Regions from separate parts of the Mus musculus genome. Here region 2 is linked to region 1. The links are chromatin contacts, called in public HiChIP or PLAC-seq maps. All regions are on one chromosome and are shown on one strand. Each heading gives the region's core, a stretch centred on a gene start, on an enhancer-like site or on the middle of the called end of the contact. The rest is flanking DNA. Distances are from core to core; before and after follow the strand shown. Region 1 holds the start of Padi4 (peptidyl arginine deiminase, type IV). Region 2 holds the start of Fbxo42 (F-box protein 42).

The links. HiChIP or PLAC-seq counts read pairs in DNA pulled down with a chosen protein or histone mark.
Region 2: a contact with region 1 is called in an H3K27ac HiChIP or PLAC-seq map of embryonic stem cells, with 5 read pairs. The contact joins the promoter of Fbxo42 here to the promoter of Padi4 in region 1.

The regions. Positions count from the first base shown.
Region 1 is chr4:140,772,790-140,775,570 of GRCm38.p6, reverse strand. Padi4 (peptidyl arginine deiminase, type IV) reads left to right here and starts at 1,368. Exons shown (of 16, transcript NM_011061.2): 1 at 1,368-1,482. The coding sequence starts at 1,391.
Region 2 is chr4:141,146,553-141,149,333 of GRCm38.p6, reverse strand. Fbxo42 (F-box protein 42) reads right to left here and starts at 1,412. Exons shown (of 10, transcript NM_172518.3): 1 at 1,155-1,412.

The DNA.
Region 1 (2,781 bases), core at 119-2,618:
GAGATGATATTTGCCAGAAAGCTTGGTGACCTGGGGTTCAATGCCCAGGACTCACATGGTGGAGGGACAGGAGGGACAAAACAGACTCCTACCATGTCTTTATACTATGGCTGGTGGCCTGGCTCCTGTACCAAACCCCCTGAGGACAGAAAGGGACCCTGGTCCTAACTCCTATTTAGGGATCACGGGACCCAGGAGCCTTTTTTTGGCCTCTCAGACCCCCAGTAGCCTCCTGTCCAGCACACACATGTGCTGAGCTCTGGGGACGCTGGCCAGGAGGCCATGGGCTCAGGTCTACCGAATCCTGCGGCCTTTGATGTGGAGCCAAAGGAGACCCTACAGCCCCCCAAACACCCTGTGCTCTCGGCAGCCTCCGAGACAGACACACCCTCTCTGGGTGCTCCCTGTTAGGACTTGTCATCCCCACCCCCAGTTCACCCCATGAGCAGACAGCCCTGGCACCAGGTGCAGAGCCCTCATGAGTGCCCTCAGGGCGGGCGCGGCCCACACCCGCACCATCTGGTCTTCTGGGGGAGGTCCTGTAGAGGCAGATACCCAGGGTATGCAGCAAACCTCACCTCTAGGTTGGGTAACATGGTTTCCCCTCCCAGCCGTGCCCATGGCCCCCACTACTTTTTCCTCTCTGTGCTTCAGCTTTCCCTTCTATAAAATGGGCTGGCAGTCAACTGCCCTCGGATGCTTGGTGTTACAGTGAGAAGCCTTTGTCTTAAGGTTTGAAAAGACCACGTCACCAGGACAGACTGCTAATAAAGGCCCTACCCTGTGGCCAGCTTCTGTTCAAATCCTTACTGGCTGCAGAGCCTCCTCTACCCTGGGCCTCAGTTTCTTCATCTGGAAAGTGGGTGTGATGATGTGAGCTGACCTCAGAGATGCTTCAAGGATGAAGTGGGGGAAGGGACTGCAACAGCTTGAGTTTCACAGACTGTCCTGGGAGCATTTCAGCGGAGAGCAAGTCCCGAAGAGAAGAGTGGGGGGTAGGGCGGCGACCTCAGCCACGCCCAGAATAGCCTTCTGTTTAGCCTTCTCCTGCCTTTCTCCCCTTCTTTCCAATGTCTTGTTAAGTGTGCTTGGGCAAGATGTGCAGTCCTGGCCCAGGCAGGGGTGGCTAAGGGCATAGCCTGTGCTCTCCCCTCACAGGCTTCCGAGTGCCCCACTCTTCTGCTGTTGCAGGCTTCACTGTGGACACCCATGGGTGGGTGGGGGGGTCCTGGGTGGCCCAGGGTAGAGGAGGCTGTGCAGCCACTGGGGCACCTGAGTGGAGAGGGGCTGGGCCTCCGGGGCAGGGCAGGTGCTGACTCATGGGCTCGCCTGGCACTATAAAGGAACCAGCCCAGGGGCTTCCTGCTGCCTGCTGACCGAGCGAGCAAGGATGGCCCAAGGCGCGGTGATCCACGTGGCCCCCGAGCAGCCCACTCACGCCGTGTGTGTGGTGGGCACAGCGACCCCGCTGGATGTCCGCGGGTGAGAGGGGCAGAGATCCTGGGCCTGTGGGGGCAGTTTGGGGCAGGCAGGAGCTGGGCGCTGCTGGCCCAGCTCAGGTTCTGGGCAAGAGATCTGCTAGAGAGATAAGCCAGAGGTGTGGGGCCTATCGTGCCAATTAGTTCTCTGTGAGGTATAAATACAACTGCCTGGCACTCAATGCAAGGAATTACAGGGCTGCCTAACAAGGGAGAAACAGTCCCTGCTGTAGGCTGACGGTGGGGAGGGCTTGGGCAGCTGGGCCTGATTTACCTTACCTCATGAAATGACTTTAAGGATTAAGTGTGGCAACTCCAAATGTGTTTGTTAAGCACTCTATGGTGCTGTTTGTTAAGTACTCCATGGTGCTGTTTGTTAAGTACTCTGAGGTGCTGTTTGTTAGGTACTCCACAGTGCTGTTTGTTAGGTATTCCGTGGTGTTGTTTGTTAAATACTCTGAGGTACTGTTTGTTAGGTACTCTGTACAGTACTGGGCAGATCAGATCCCCAACAGTTCATTTGTTGTTCATTTTTTCCATTCCCTTGTACATTCAACAAATATAACCTGAGTACTTACTGAGCACTGTGACCTCTGCCAGGTTCCGGGTCACCTAGGACAATGGAGGAAGCCTCGTGGGTGGAGTCTGATGCAGCCTTTCATGTGGGAATTGCAGCAGCTTCCCCCACAGAGCTGGGCATCGTGACCCAAGTGATGTCCATAAAGGCCTCTGGGAGGTGCCCAGGGTCAGTGGGTCAGTGACTGTCTGACCCCAGCAGCAGGAAAGCACTGGCGGTCTGGGTGGCTCACAGGCCACTGGTGAGAGGCTGAGGACACAAGGAAGGGAAAGCCTGGTATCATCAGAGGCGCCCACTCCCAGAGGACAAGCTGCTTGAAAGTGGGTGCCGAGTAGAGGCCAGAGGCCAGAGCTAGCCCAGCATCCTCGCCAGGATCCCAGGCTAGCTCTCGCCTTAAGTCTAGGTCACAAGTGCTCTTATTGTCTGTAGATGCAGGGGTGTGTGGGAGCCTGCGGAGGCCAGGACAAACTCAGGTGTCATTCCTCAGGCTCTGTGTACCGAGGTCGGCAGCCAGCCTGTGGGAGTCAGCTCTCCTCTCACCATGTGAGCTCCAGGACTCAGGTCGGCAGGCTTGGCAGCAGGCGCCTTTGTCCACCGAGCCATCTTGCTGATCCTGATGGAGGTTTTCAAATGGGGAGATCTGAGCATTTGATCAGACAGGGGTGTTGATGAAAATGTGGGTGTTTGTCCCCCGGGAAGAGCCAAGACTGGGGCATGTCCCGTCCG
Region 2 (2,781 bases), core at 163-2,662, 370 kb before region 1:
TGTCCCTTTAAATCCATGATGTCATCATTCTTAAACACAAGCAAAACCCGATGTGTTACAAAAGACGTTTGGTGTGTCCAAGCAAAAGAGATGGCCCCGACAATTCACAACAGCACAAATCCATGTGAAGCCATTCTTGCTCCATGAAAAGGCCACCCGGCATCAAACATCTTCTCTACCCTAAAGAAATGAAACTAAAGACTCTCAATTACTACCACTTAAACAACAACAAAAAAGTTCCGAGAAAAATAAATAAATAACAAAAATAATCGAGTGTTGCCTCCGGCAAGTGAAACCCAGTAATGTGTCTGTCTGGTTCTGTATCTTAGATCCATCGGAACGCTGCCACTGTAAAGTCCAAACGCTTTGGCAACTGAGAAACGAAACATGGCTTTTCCTACTAAAACTCCGAGGATCCAACAGACAAAGCAACCGGCTTATTCCAAAGGTTTCCAACCAACTCCAGCATCTCAAGTTTTCTCAGCTGAAGCTACCAGGCTCTCTCACCTAATTGTGGTTTTCTTGATTTACAAACTCGTTGCCACCCTCCACGGACAATTCTCACCGGGGCAAGCCTTCTTCAGTCACAACGTGGACTGCTGTCTCCAGCCAGGAGAGCTGCAGTTCCCACTAAGAGAACACTCAGACGGCTAGGGGTCAGGGAAGGAACTGCTTGTGTTTTATTTCGTCAGCCGATTCCCCAAAAAAATCATCTCTTGGGCAGCTGCAGCTTCTGAGACGCCCGCCGGCCCCCTCGCCGCAGCCCCAATTCAGGAGGGCAGCAAGCGGGCTCCCGCTCTTCACCGAGGACTTCAGGGTTTCAGGGGGCGGGGTGAGGCTCCATGACACCCCGAAAGCCATTCTCCACCCCCTGACCGCGCATCCTTTCCCGGCCTGGAGGAGGACCCGGACCACCCTGCTGAGGAGAGGGCACAGGTCTGCGCCCATCCCGAGAGCTGGCTGCAAAGGGGCGCACGTCCCCACCTTAGCCTGGGAAGCCGAGGATGACGACAGCAAGACCCCAGGCCCGCCAAGACCCACGCCCGCGCAGGACACGGGGCCCGCGCCGGACTCGGGGTGCCCCGGGGTCCCCGGGCATGAAGCGCAAGAGGCGTCGGCGCCTGGCCGCGGCCCCGCACCGGGAGAGGCCTCACCTGGCCCAGACCGCTCCGCGCTCTCGGTTTCGCGTCTCCGGCGACGGTGGCGAAGGAGCCAGGGCCGGGGCCAGAGCACAGCCGCTCTGCCTCAGGCCGGTGCTTGCTGTGCTCGGGGGATCTTCACCGCTGGCGGAACCCGGGGTCGCCCGGAGCCGCCATCTTCCTCCACTCAAACGCCGCCGCGGCTACCACCGCCGCCGCCGCCGTCCCTGATGCCACCGCCGCTGCTGCTCAGACCGGGAGACGACAGCGCGCAGTGCGCATGCGCTGAGGCGGGGCGCGGAGGAAGCGCGCGCGCGCGCACACACGTCAGCGTGACCGGCCTTCCGCGCGGCGGCCGCTGGGCGGCGCCATATTGAGAAGGGCCGAGGGCGCGGAGCTTTCTAGGACTCTTATCAGGATCGGCGCGGCTGAGCGCTGGTATCTGAGCTGTTTTTCCGATTGTTTGATAGTGCAGACTTAGATTAAGGCACTTGTGCCCCCAGGTACCCACGGGTTGAGCGTAGAGAAAGGGCAATGGGGAACGGAAGTGCCTTTTAGATATCCCCAGGGAGAGGAAGCTCCCGGCGTTGGAGCCTCTGGAAACTGTAGCAGCAGCTATGTTGCTACCAACTTTAAAAAAAAAAAAAAAAAAGAGGAAACCCAGTCTCAAAACTCCCGGTGTAGAGCGGAGCCTGGGAGGAAACAAGCCTGTGTGTTTCTCTGTGCTTCCCAGTGTGGCCATCACCGAGGAGTGGGGTCCCGCTCCCACAAAAGAGTCTCACTTCAAGAAAGCTGTGTGTAGGTGAGAACCTTCTAGAACCCATCCCTGCAGATGTGGTTTAAGGAAATGCCAGACATAGAGAGCTCAAGCTCTTGTGCAATTGGAGCATTCTGAGACATCAAGCGAATAGCCCTGGGATAAAGTAGACCTAGGCTTGTATAGCCCGTGAGACGTGGTACTAGGTCAAAAGTACCACGAGGCTTGGTGACACTCCTTTAAGTCCAGTTATGCAGGAGGTTTAAGGGCGAGAATTGCTTGATCCAGGAGTTTGAATCTACTTTGAGGAACCTCAATCTAAAAAAAACATTTATGTTCCTCATATAAACATTAGAAAAAACTCTGGCACGCAGTAAGTGAGAAACTAAGAAATTCCATTGCCCTGGCATGGTGGTTGACTATTAATCCCAGCACTTGGGAAGCAGAGGTAAGTAGATTTCTGAGTTCAAGGCCAGCATGGTCTACATAATGAGACCCTGTCTCAAAGAAAAAGAGAAAGAAGTCTTGGCTTGCAAAATGGCTCAGCAGGTAAGGGTGCTTCCCCCAAGCTTGAAGACCCGAGTTCAATGCCTAGAACCTACATGATGGAGGGAGAAAACCAATGCCAACTCCCACAGTTTCCACCCTGATCTTCATTCTCAAACAATGACACTTGTGAACATACATACAGTAAATATTGCGTGTGCCTGAGCATATCTTGTGCACCACGTGTGTGGGTGCCCTTAGAGGCTAGTAGAGGGTGTCAGATCCCCTGGAACTGGAATTATAGGCAGTTGTGACCCTACCACCGCCATGTGGGTGCTAGGGATTGAACCTGGGTGGTCCTGCAAGAGCAGTACATGTCTTGACCGTCTCTCCAGCCCT